2 separate regions of the Hordeum vulgare genome follow, and region 1 is linked to region 2. Evidence: chromatin contacts called from public Hi-C data. All regions are on one chromosome and are shown on one strand. The core of a region is the stretch at or near the end of the contact, and the rest is flanking DNA. Distances in the headings are between cores, read along the strand shown.

Region 1 (6,620 bases), core at 819-3,318, 290 kb before region 2:
TGACATTCCATTGCATTGTAAAGTTTGACTGTATTGGCAAGTAACTGTTTACCATTCTTGTGTATTTCCATTTTTTGCAGAGGTTAGTGAAATGTCAAGTAGGTTGACATCTGACACGAGAATCTATGCTGATAAGGCAAAGGATCTCAATCGCCAGGTAATCTTTGTGCTCAATGCATAAGCTGTTGTGATATATACATTTGTTAGTTGGAATGAATTTGAACATTTCTCCATCTTAGGATTATCATTTTTTTGTGGTGTTTGTTGAATATGTTGCCATAATTATCAATTTCGTTAGCATTAGTTTTGCCCTCGAAGCATCAAAGAAATATATGTTCCATGGACGTGGTAAATTAATAAGGCAAGCATTTGCAATTTTAGTTAAGACTTGTGCCCTTGAGAAATTTAACTGGGTTTTTGCATTTTACATTCAAGAGTGTACTTTATGGAAGTCTTAAATATTAGCTTGGAAATCCACATTTGTATATAGTCCCTAAATTGTATCGCTGTCTTGGTCCTTTTTCATTCGCATAATTCGTTTAGTGTTTTGATTTGTCCTTATGTGTATTGTGCTTCATCTGGGCTTTTCAGGCCTTCATTCGGAAGTATGCCCCCGTTGCCATCGTGATCGGGGTTGTAATAATACTGTTCTGGGCCAAGAACAAGATATGGTGATTCCACCAAACAAGGTAGCCGGCCTGTGTTAGAAGACTGGAGAAAGAAATTCTGGATCAAGAGATGCTTGGATGACTTGTATCCCGTATCTGCCTGTTCAAGCGAGTACTTTGAAGCTACCTTTACACCTCCTTACAAGCAGCTATTAAGCGAATGAATTCGTTGTAGTGTAGACCATATGGCGGACATGATTTTGTGAATCCTGGGAACCGTACATACATACAAGAGCTCTGTAGAGTCTGAGTTTTCGATATCGGGATTTATATTTTGTTGTGTTGACTCATCTGAGAATTCAGGCTAATGAACTATACTCCGTCGCTCCTGCACTTTTATGCCATGTTTGTTTACTTATTATTTTCTCGGTGCAAAAGATAAAGCATGCTTTATGTATGTAATAGTAATATAGTACGCTGTAGCATCACCGTTTTGTCCAATGTAGCATTATCTTGTGTAGATTAAGCCAGTCAAACTGTGGGCGGTGCGTCTGCTCAGCCAGATTCGATTCTTTCCTTGCGATCGCAGGCAACTCATGGTCTAAAAGGGAGGGGAATGCCCAGCTGCGCTGCTTTCAGCGTGACCAACTGAAGGGAATGACACACCACATGCTCGTCTCATACGACCGGAGCTGAAAGATCGATCTTGGCACATGTTATAAGACATGATCATTACCGATTAATTTCAGTCACTGTATCCGAATGATACGACAAGCCGCCTTTGATTGATTGATTGATGTTCCATGGAACATTCGTATTACAGAGGCTAGCTACTAGGGCTACTAGCTAGCTTCCGATGCGGAAAGAAGAAGAAGAAAGGGGAATGAAATCAGTAGCTGTGTAGGCTAGCAGTCTGCCGCCGATCTCGTCGGCCTTCGGCGCAGGACGTCACCCAGCGGCCTGCAGACGAATCAAGAGGACCATGTTAGATAGTTACTACAGTTTACTGGTGGATCGATCGGCCTGATCACGGGAGCTTAATCACCTAGGAGGTGGGATCGGATTCGGCGGGGAGCTGCTGCAGCGGAGGCGGCTGCGGGTCCTGGTGGTCGTGGAGGAGCGCGCGGGTCTCGTGGATCCGGAAGCGGGTGGCGGCCACCACCCGCTTGAGCCGGCGCCGCTTGCCGTAGTTCTCCTCCAGGCGGCGCTGCAGCTCGGCGGCGCGCGCCCGGGCCCGCTCCAGCTCCGCCAGCGCCTCGGCGAGCCGCGCCCGCGCCGCCGCCAGCCGCGCGTCCGCCGCGGCCTCCCTCCGCCGCAGCTCCGCCGCCAGCGCCCACGGCGGCCGGGTCGCGTGGCCGGGGCGCCGCCCCTCGCACATCCTCCGCGTCGGTCGCCTCGCGGGGAAGGCAAGGTGGGGGGCGACAAGTGGGCTTTGGTTGGGGTGGGTGGGGCGACGGGAGGGGAAGGGGAAGGGGAAGGATGGACGCCCCTCCCTTTTCACTTGCGGGCTGGGCGTGCTTTGCCTGACACTGACAGCGACGACGCACGCACGGACATGAAATCCTTCCCCATTATTGACGCGATCCTTTCCGTTTCCTGCAAACCCCTCATGGAATTGGTACTACGGCTGATTCATTATTGGTCATCGGTGATCGGTGATCGGTGATCGGTGAAGCATCATCCATCGTACCATCCTCTTCTTCTTGTTGTTGCCTGCAATTATTGGACACCAATATATATACTGTATATAATAAGCTCTTCCACCATGCATACCTTTCAAACAATGACGAGGCTCAAGAGTCAAGATCAAGCAATTAACTATACTGATTTTTTTAATTCAAAATGCCAAAACTACTAAAGGTAAATCAAATTGGATAAGCGCCATGACCGAAATCCGTATGAATTATTGTTTCTTCCATCTTTGAGAAAATCATGTAGCTTTATTCAAAGGCGACAACCGCTGCAGTTTAGAATAAACTCTCTGGGACATGTCTACTTCATGATACCAACTTTTGGAACACAAAATTCTAACAAAGTTTCAACAAAGACACCGTAATTGGACCGAACCGGCGACATGTACATCCTCATGAAGTTGATTGCAGTTGGAGATTTCATAGATCCACTAGAGTTGCCCATCTGAAAAGATGGAAAGCCTTGAGCGATGGACAAACTTAGGCTAGGGATGATTCCTTAGAAGTGCAAATCATCAAACCATAAGATATTAGTTGTGGCGCCAAGGAAGGTTGCCAGTTCTCAAAAAACAATGACCTGAATATCTAACGAACGTCAGATCTTTAGGCATGGAGAATCGAATATTTTTTTATGCCACCACCGGAAACCTCCCCCATGCCAAAGAAAAGGTTGCCACAACAACGTTTTACATGATTCGAAATACCGAAATTGCAATACATTGATATCTATTACAAGCATTGCACAACATGTCTAGGTTGACGACGACGGCTTGGTTGTGGGGCAGGGAGGGGCGGAACTGTTGAAGACAAAGACATAAAATATGTCAATATATTAGCAAGGAGCAAAAATATCAGCACATATACCAAACATATAGCAACATAGCAAAACCGGCTTCTATACGACCACATTAACAAGGGCTCATTTTAGCTATTTTGGAGTCATTTTTGAGTCAAAAGGCTCATTTTTACTACCACGACAACATTTTGGGCTCATTTGTGCTGCAATCGCAACATTTATTGGCTAAATTTCCAATTTTATGGAAAACATTTGGGTTCATTTATGTTGCCATAGCAGCATTTTATTAGCCAAAGTGCTCATTTGCGCTGTCATGTCAACATTTATGAGCAAATCTATAACAAGTGTTTTCTAGGTATCGAACCATAAAGAATAATTCTCTTCTATTTAATTGACATCAACAAATGTCGCTCATCTAGACCTTGGATGTTTTTTTTTCATATTCCGAGAAAGTCCAAGATGCCATACATTACCATTTCTCAAACTAGAAGCTCCTACTCGTAATATACACCGTGTTCGACTTATGAATAGAACAATCCTAAAGCGTGGGTGTGCAACATTTGTTGATGCCAATCAAAGACAAGATAATTAGCTCTTCATGTTTCGCCACGTAGGAAACACGGGTTCTATGTTTCCTCATAAATGTTGCCATGGCAATGAAAATGAGCACTTTGCCTAATAAATGTTGCCATGGCAACAAAAATGAACCCAAAATACTTCCATGGTAGCAAAAAGATGAGACTTTTGGCTAAAAAAATGAACTCTAAATACTACCATGGTAGCACAAATGATCCCTTGGCAATGAGTTGATATATAAGATATTCTATGTTGCTAATGAAAGAAAAATGTTGCATCACTCAAAATTTTAATTGAAAGCTATCACAAGCACCAGTATAATGTCTAAATGTTATGCCAGGTTTAACCATAAAGCACATTTAAGTTCAACGGTATAATGTGTTCGACACTAGCTTTAACCATAATGCATGTTTAAGTTTAACCATACAACATGTTCAACACTAGGTTTAACCATAAATTGCATTCAAGTTTAATTGGGGAATAGGAAAGTCCAAGCTTTTAAATCGCGGTCTGTTGTGGCATCGTGATGAGGTCCGAGCTATAGCCATGTCAGCTATCTCAGAAACGATTTAGAACAACGTTTATGGGAAAAGTAAAAAAATAAGTGCCTAAATAAAAAACTAACCAAGTAAGACTAAAGAGTATCCATTGTTTAATCAATTAGATAGATAATTTATTCTATTTTCTGCTCGCAACATTGTGAGTGTCGGTGAGAGTCACCTTGAAGCACTTGCCAACTAGTCTATGCTCCAAGATCAAACATCATCCCAACAAAAATTGGACGATACATTGTTAGAGTTTATATTTTTTACTTAGTTATAAACATATTTTTTGGGTAAAATTAATGTGTACGAATGATTACATGTTATTTTGGGCCCATGCAAACTTATAAGGTAATATGTTTAACTATTGATGATAGTGAGCTATGCCAATTAACCCAAAATGCTATAGTGCAACTATAACTAGCAGTTTAAACCTTTGAGAAATTCCCTTGAGGTCTATGGTGGAATACGGCGACAAACGCGTGTCAAATTTCCATGTAGTAGTTCTCAAGTAGTTGCCTCCACCCATTGACGAGGACATGTCCATTGTTTGCTGAAGTTGAGTAGGTGCATGTGAAATTTGCCCTTCTCATGGACAAAATTCACATCTCACCATTAGCACACATTTACTGAGGAGTTTCAATCGCACAATTGTTACATATTAAACACCATATGTAATTCAACAAGGGTATATGAATGCCATGGAAGTAATACATTTGTTACTAGGTACTTATTAATGTTGGTCATATTCAAGGCGTGCTCTAGTGGCACATATGGTCCATGGCTTGTTACAACACGGTAGTGCCTCACGGCTACCTTAATACCGTCCTGAAATCTTATGACCTCCTTAATCTCTTCCAAAGTAACTGTGGTGCCCACAATATAATAAATGTTGCCTACTACTCTACGTGTTTCTATTAGCAGTCAGGAAACTTAAGTAATATAATTGAAAACATACACAAAGGAAGGATATGAAGCTTGTCAAAACCGACCTAGATCGAGGGACGAATCCCATGACATCCTTAATCTCTTCCCAAGTAACTGTGGTGCAAACAATAAAATAAATGTTGTTTACTACTCTACGAGTTTCTATTAGCACTGAGGAAACGAGAGAATATCATACGAAAACCAAATATTCAATGAAAACTTCATGGAAACCATATTTTTATGTTTCAAAATAATCTAAAAAAAATATGGGATGTTCAGAGGATGATGTTTTATTGTCACAGAAAAGTTCGAGTTGAAACACATTACGAGATGTGAACTATGAAAAAGACAAATTTCAGCCCTGAATAGTGACATTACTATTTGGCACTATTGAAAGCTTGTTTTATCTTTTTTATATCTCACATCCCATAATGTGTTTCAATTAAAATTTACGTGGCAATAAAACATCATCCTCTTACCATCATGTTTTTTTTCCAGTTTTTTTCAAAACTTCAAAACGTATTTTTTTGTGGTTTTCATTGGTTTTCACCGATTGTTGGTTTCGTATGATATTCTCCCCTCGGGAAACCTAAGTAATATAATTGAAAACTTACATGAAGGAAGGATTTGAAGCTTGTCAAAATCCACCCAGATCGAGGGACAATTCTGTCTCAAGCTCAAACTTGTAGGTTTATGCAAATGCTCTCCAACTATGACAACCAAAATGGTTCAATCTTGTTCTTTTTTGTCATAACCTTGTGATACTTGTTATCTGGGTTGACTTTTCTATGAAGAGGAATGGGTAATTGCAGCATAACCCGGATAAGTATTCCCCTCAGTTAAGAAACCAAGGTTTATCGAATCAATAGGAATATCAATCGTCAACCGTCTTCAGCGGCTGTTCCCAAAAGAGGAGACAACTTGCACCCAACGCGGGCAAGAGGGTTGTCAATCCCCTTGATCTCGTTATTTGCAAGAAAATGAGGTGTGTAGATAATTGTAACTTGCAAAATAAAATAAAAGACAAATAAGAACAACGAGGAAATTATAAGTTTTCCGAATATATAAGTGAATAGACCCAGGGGCCATAATGTTCTCTAGTTGCATCTCTCATGAAAGCAGTATATGGTGGGTAAACAAATTACTATTGTGAAATTGACAGAAAAGTAGATAGTTACACGATTTTCACAACAATGATCATGTGTACATAGGCATCACGTCCATAAGGAAATAGGCCGACTCCCGCCTGCACCTACTACTATTACTCCACTTCAAGAGCGCATCTATGCTTGCCTCTCTATGTATTAAGTTCATGAATAACACAGTAATGCTTGGAGAACGATGACATGATGTAGACAAAGTAAACTCAACCAATATGAATAAACCCCATCGTTTTATCTTTTATGGCAACAACACAAAGACACAACTTATCCCCTTATTTCAGTCGGATATAGAAACTCGACAGGTTGAACCCATTACA
Region 2 (6,840 bases), core at 1,084-3,583:
CCCCGGCGACGACGACTACATGCAGAACATGATCTTCGAGGGTGGTGCGCAGGCCGCTGGCTTCGATCCCGACGAGACACAAAGCCAGGATGGTCGAGGGGCGTTCAAGCCATCCACTAGCTACAATGAAGATCAGGCCGCCTTCATGCGTGATCAGGTCGTCCTGGACCTGGATGGCTTTCCTCTCGACCATGAGTTCCCGAAGGACTACGGGATAGAGGAAGAGGACGAGTGTTACATTGAAGCGGAGCCTTTGTTTGAGGACGAGCTCGCCAACCAAGCCGACGGGACGAAGACGAAGCGCAAGAGCAAGCGGACCAAGGCATACACGGCGGCCGAGGACAAGCTTCTTTGCGAGTGTTGGAGAGGCATTGGGCAAGACCCCAAGATGGGCGCCGAACAAAATCATTCAACCTTTTGGATTCGTGTTCACCGTGAGTTCCATGAGCGCAAGAAGTTTCCGTCGTACCAAATAGTAAGCGCGTGCGGGTGGGTGTCCATTTCGAAGCGTTGGAGGGTGATCCAACAAGAGTGCAACAATTTTTGTGCCACTCTTGAGAGCGTCAAGGCCCGCCCCCTGAGCGGCATCGACGTGCAAGACATGGTATGCTAGCAAGCCGCCCTCTTTTTGTGTCATTAAGTTTATGCTTTGGGTGTTCGTTTGCATATCATTTTGCCAATATGCTTGCATGAAATACATTTGTAGGCATTTCAAGATTTGGAGGCATTCAAGGTCCAACACAATGGCAAGTGCTTCAATCTCTCCCATTGCTTTAGGGTGATCAAAGACGAGGAGAAGTTCAAGGCGCAGTATGCCGCCCTCAAGTCGCGTGGTGGGAAGCAAGCCGTGGAGGAGGTTGGGGACGGCGAGAAGGCTCGGTCGCGGAGAAAGACCAACTCCAAAAAGGAGGACAGGCGGGATGCGGCATCGATCGCCTTGATCGCAACCGTGGAGGGCATGATCACCAAGAAGGACTCAAGGGGGGAGAAGCGCCGGCAATAAAGAGAAGAGCAAATGAACTCCTTCTTGGAGATCCAAAGGAGGAGGCTTGACATGGAGGTGGAGAAGCAAGCACGGATGCTTGAGATGGAGGCGAAGAAGCAAGCCAAGATGCTAGAGATCGAGGCCGCGAACGCCAAGACTAAGGCCAAAGAAGTAGCTCTCGCAAGCATGATGATCGGGGTGAAGATCATGAAGGTGGATCTCAACACCGTGTCGCCAAGGAAGAGAACGTGGTTCGAGAAGATGCAGGCCGACATGCTCAAGTTCGACGAGGAGTGATCTATGGCGGCGAACGTCATCATTTTTTATGCCGACAGGTATGCTGGCATGACCAGGGGATCGCGATGGCGTGATCGAACTCAAGTCCCATCCTTTTTTGTGCGCTGGCATGTGTGCCGGCCGGCTGGCGAGTGCGCCAGCATGAACTGTGGTGTTAATTTTTAAAGCCGGCATTGTATGCCGGCGCTGGCATGGTGCCGACATGAGACATGGCCACTGACATGATCGGCCGCGGGCTTTTTTTAATGTTAATTGCGGACATGAAATGGATCGACGCGTTGGATGCATTGTCGATCCAAATCTAAAACAGAACGGACACCGGACGAACGACCGATCCAAATGGATAAAAACGAACAAATTCACCTTTTGTTTGAGTGGACCCGTTGGAGTTGGTCATAGCGGGCCGGATAGTTGTCCGGAGGCATGCGGAAGAATTGCGGTTGGCTCAACTCTCGTGCGCTTGCTGCCTCCTAAAATAAGCCGGTGACACGTAGTTTACACCACCGCTGATGCTGCCAGCGGCGGGCCAGAAGAAAAGGTGATCAATAAAGAACAAACAAACAAACAAACAGGAGCAAAACGAAGCAAATCTTGCCCGCCACTGACGCCTTTGCATTGCACACTCCCTCCGTTGCTAAATACTTCCTCCGTCCCAAAATAACTGTCTTGACTTTGTACTAGCCTTAATACAAAATTGTATTAAGCTTAAGACAGTTATTTTGAGACGGTGGGAGTATAAGTCTTTTAAGCGATTTCATTAAGAGATTACATACAAAGCAAAATGAGTGAATCTACATTTTAAAGTATGTCTATATACATCCGTATGTAGTCCTCTAGTGGAATCTCTAAAAAAAACTTATATTATGAAACGGAGGGAGTACTAAATATTATTATCACCTTCCCGATCCTCCTAATCTCTTGCGCAGAGAGTGGAGTAGGAGTACCAGCACCACCGATTGACTGGTACAGCAAAAGGTTCACGAGAAGCTAGCAATGGCATCACAGGCATCACATAGCTCAGCGTGCAGTAGTGGCCTCGATCCATGAATTCCACCGGCCGGATTCTTCCAAGTTCCAACGCACACGACGATCGAATCGATCACCGCCCCCGTCTCTCCTCCACCTCCACGTGAAACGTACGTGCGCGCTGAGCGCAGGCTCACGCCATTTCCCGTCGCTTTCCCCCGGTCCAACGTCACTGCATAGCTTAGCAACCAGTAGTAATAAGGTCCCAAGCCTCTTCCCGCTACCGCTCTAGCAAAGCCCCGTATAGAGGATAGAGGCTCTGGGCTGTGTGGAGAGAGAGGGAGAGAGAGCGATGGGGTCGTTGGGGAAGGATGCGGCGGCGGCGGTGGTGATGGCGGTGAACGGCGTGCGGCGGGAGGCGGCCGGCGTCGACCCGTCGACGACGCTGCTGGAGTTCCTCCGCACCCGGACGCCCGTCAGGGGGCCCAAGCTCGGCTGCGGCGAAGGTACGTGCGCACCTGAGCCTCCATTTCACTATCCAGACCACTAGCTCGTTTGCTTGATTCCTTCAGTTTCGACCGGTGAGAATCTTCAGATGAACAGCTCACACCAAATTAATCCGATCCAACGACGATCGAGTGTTTTTTTCATGATACTAGGTGTTTCATTCATATCATAAAGCTTAAATTACAAGTCGTCGATCGAGCTATAGGCGGTCGGTATAGCGCACCATGTGCCGTGGTGCCTACGTGCACGTGTACAGAAACTCTTACCGCCACCTATTTCCCTCTCCCTTTCGGTTTCTTTCATGTTTTAGTTCTCTTTATATCTTACTGTACATACATAGACAAATCCACAGCAACGACGATGAACCACAAAAACGCCGGGTAGTGCTTCCTTTTTGTGCAAAAATCTTATCGCTCTCCTCCTCGGCGCACACCGATTCTAGCTAAGACACGTCCATGTCCGTGTGGCGTATATTCCGTTTCTTCTCTTCTTCTGGTGATGCCTGGCTAAGCTATCTAGCCAGCTAGCTATGGTTGTCGTTCATTCACCAAAGCAGCACAAGTCCACGAATATGCATGTCGGGGCACTTGTTTCCTGCCTTTTTCATGTGAGAAGAAAATGTTTCCTGCCTTTTTTTTCAGCAAAACTATCTTCCAGCAGCTCTCAACACTTTGACACCACACACGGAAATCAAAGAGAGTACTTGTTTTTTTTTTTTAAATGGCTAGCATATATGCTTGAAAAGGCCTTTTTATAATACGAGCTAGAGGGACAAGCGGATCGGCACAGCCCTGGGTGTCGAGTCCAGGCTGACAATAATACTTCGCCTCTGCGATTGCATATATAGAACATGTCGATTGAGTTGCCATGGCTATGCATGGGTGACTTCAACGAAACAAACCCTCCATGCAAGTGAACATTTCAGTGTCACAGAGCGTGAAAGCATTTTTGACATCCATTTGAGAGATTTGCCAAGATCGAGCTGCAGCCACAGCAATCAGAGTACGAACAGAAATTGAAACAACGCAACCGTACTATCTATTTACTTTCGACGGCTGCGCTTCGCTAGTGATGATTCAGAGACTATGCATATTTCATTTTTTGTTTGAGAATTGAGATTACATGTATTTGAACTGTCAAAACGTCTTGTATTTAAACACAGAGGTTATAGTTAAGACGATTCTGTACGTACTTTACAGTTCAATCAGGCATGATGGAGTGAAAAGGCCGGATACGCTAGCCGCCGTTCTACTTTGGAAAGTAGTGGCTGGACGCCCAGCTTCGGTGCACCCATGAAGTAAATAGTAAAATTTAAAAATATAGAATAAAAATTCAAAATAAATCTAAAACTTCATGAATGTAATTATGAGCAAATGTTTTAGGAGATTGCAGGATTTGGTCACCAAAAAAATCAAACGATCTCCATACAAAACAAAATACAAATGATGCGCTGCACCCATGTTACTGTTCACATGTTTCAGGACAAACTTCATTTTTTTTTATGGAGCTCTTCGGATGTCATTTTGCCACTAAATTTTACAAGCACCTAAAACATTTGGTCATTATCACAGTCATAAGAATACAGATTTTTAAAAAATGTTTTGCTAAGTTTTTAATTGTGGATGCATCTTGCATGCAATGTACGTGGATGCAGAAAAGCCACTCTCTTCTACTTTTCTCATAGCTAGTGGAGCAGGCATGCAGCGCCAGCATCCACCTATCCCATATTATTGGACCCATATTATTGGACCTAGACCAATATATTCTCCGATTTGCAATTGTTTATCATTTCCGTTAGGTGGTCAAGTCCCCAATGCTGCAGCTTTGGCCCATGTCATTGTCCCACTTTAGAAAACTCTGGTTCAGACTTTCAGTACCATGCTTTGGCCCATGTCGTTGTCCCAGATCCTTGTCCACTAATCAGACCATAGGCTCCACACAACAAATTTTATCATGACTTTGCAGAAACAGCTCACTAATCAGACCATAGGCTCCACACAACAAATTTTATCTGAGATACTTAAAAATTGCCGTAGACTCCACAATCGAATGTTCTTTCAGTGAAAACTCTGAAAACTCCAATAGTGCTTGTGGGCAACCAAACAGCCCTACACCAACTTGTTTTTTCATATGCTTGGTAATTTTCTCACAACTCCCTGTGCATTAAACTTAAATTTTATTAAAAAAAATTGTTTGTCTATGGAGTCTCTCTGTATGTATCAGTGTATGGTATTCTTATATGTATTGCTGAACTAAATTGATGCGTTTCTGTATCAAATTCATTTGGAATGTTAAGCATCGAGTTCAACTTGTACATATATTAAGCAACCGAGCTCTACAGTATATTGCATGTTTTCGCAAGTGGTTTCTTTTTGGGAATGTTATTAGGCATTTTTTGGGTAATTGTAAGCGGCAAAGTTATTTGATGTTGTCTATGTTTTTGGGCCCGGAGCTTGCTTCAATACTGGCTCCCACCGTTGTTTGTTCGCAGAATTGAAGATAAAATAAAATATGGAACCCTAGCTAGCAAAGCACACCTCTCTAACTGAATTTGCAATCCTGCATCTGGAATGGTGTTATGTAACTCATATGAGAAATGTACCGATGTATTTAAGCATTTTGTAAATCATGATCCATAAGCATGCCACATAGAGTGAATACTAGAAATTAAAGATGCCATGATTACAGAATTAAGAAAATAGTCTTGTTCACTTTAAACCGTGAGCCATCGATGGAAGTGTCTCTGACAACTTAGATCTAAAGTACTAATGGTGCAGGTGAAAAGTACAATGAGCTTATATATAGATAAACAATGAGCTTATATATAGATAAACAAAATCAATGTAATCGTCGATGTTTTTTACTTAAAAGGAGGTGTTCCCTTTTAAGAAAGCAAAAATATGTGACATTTTAAAAGAAATAAGCACATACAAAACAAATTCTTTAAGTATGGAAAAAGTAACTTCAAGTAATTACGAGACAACAATAAACTTCAAGTAATTCTGAAGATGGGTCAGTAGTTCGATGATGATGACGGCTTGTAAAACGTGTGCGTGAGGTGTGCGTTTTAGTGCTGCACCGGTTGTTGCTTTCGATACGTTATGTGCATGGATTGATGACAACACCGGTCTTAGATATGTGGAGTGAGAGCACTTCACATTATCAAGTTTGTAGGTGTGAGTGATGGCTTTGGATGGATTGATGTATACTTTTGTTTAACCTCCTTTTCCAAAAAAAAAAAGTAATTACGAGACAACAATAAACATAATTAAGGACGTTACATTTGTTCACAACCTTCGGATACCAACTTTATGAAATTGGAATGAAAGGTTTGGATCACTGAAATGAAAAATATCCCAAGTAACTCATGTTTTTCAAATGAGTACAATGCAAAGCAAAATATGCCAATTGCTAAATATGTGCCTCTTTTCGTCCTGGCCTTGGCTTTTCTTTTGTTGTGGGTGGTAGCTCTGCCACTTACCTCCGTGAACTTTAAAACCGTAAAATAATATTGTAATTTTTTTAAAATGTAATTCTGTTTACAACATATATGTTTATGTCTTCTATCTTCGTGCAAACGTTTCATAGAGACATGACATTGACAGGTTGCAATACTTATTTTTCTTCCCATGAAAATTCAGACATCTTAAAAGACACAAACATACACACGCCTATTTTTCTGTTTCTTTTTACATTCAACAAATTATTTATTCCATTCAGCAACTTCATTTTTCCTGGGGAGATGGTCCTTTCCATTAACGATGTCACGTTGCTGCGTGCAGGTGGGTGCGGCGCATGCGTGGTGCTCATCTCCAAATACGACCCGGCCACCGACGAGGTGACCGAGTTCTCTGCGAGCTCCTGCCTGACGCTCGTCGGCAGCCTCAACCACTGCTCGGTCACCACCAGCGAGGGCATCGGCAACACCCGCGATGGCTACCACCCCGTCCAGCAGCGCCTCGCCGGCTTCCACGCCTCGCAGTGCGGCTTCTGCACCCCCGGCATGTGCATGTCCATCTTTTCTGCGCTTGTCAAGGCCGACAAGCCCGGCGCCGCCAGCGAGCCAGCGCCGCCGCCGGGCTTCT

Evidence for each region. A called contact is a pair of places that touch in the nucleus more often than the background predicts.
Region 1: a Hi-C map of seedling shows a contact between it and region 2, with 2.2 times the contacts expected there. The contact joins the promoter of LOC123452619 here to the promoter of LOC123452611 in region 2. A contact is called at or near these places in 2 of 6 Hi-C or Micro-C datasets (leaf and seedling).

Annotation. Positions count from the first base shown.
Region 1 is chr5H:543,800,000-543,806,619 of MorexV3_pseudomolecules_assembly, reverse strand. LOC123452619 reads right to left here and starts at 2,068. Exons shown (of 2, transcript XM_045129310.1): 1 at 1,654-2,068; 2 at 1,375-1,568. The coding sequence starts at 1,986. The coding sequence ends at 1,654. LOC123452618 (25.3 kDa vesicle transport protein) reads left to right here. Exons shown (of 6, transcript XM_045129309.1): 5 at 81-157; 6 at 592-1,001. The coding sequence ends at 675.
Region 2 is chr5H:543,505,598-543,512,437 of MorexV3_pseudomolecules_assembly, reverse strand. It overlaps LOC123452611 (indole-3-acetaldehyde oxidase-like), which reads left to right and starts at 2,333. Exons shown (of 8, transcript XM_045129295.1): 1 at 2,333-2,754; 2 at 6,538-6,840. The coding sequence starts at 2,601.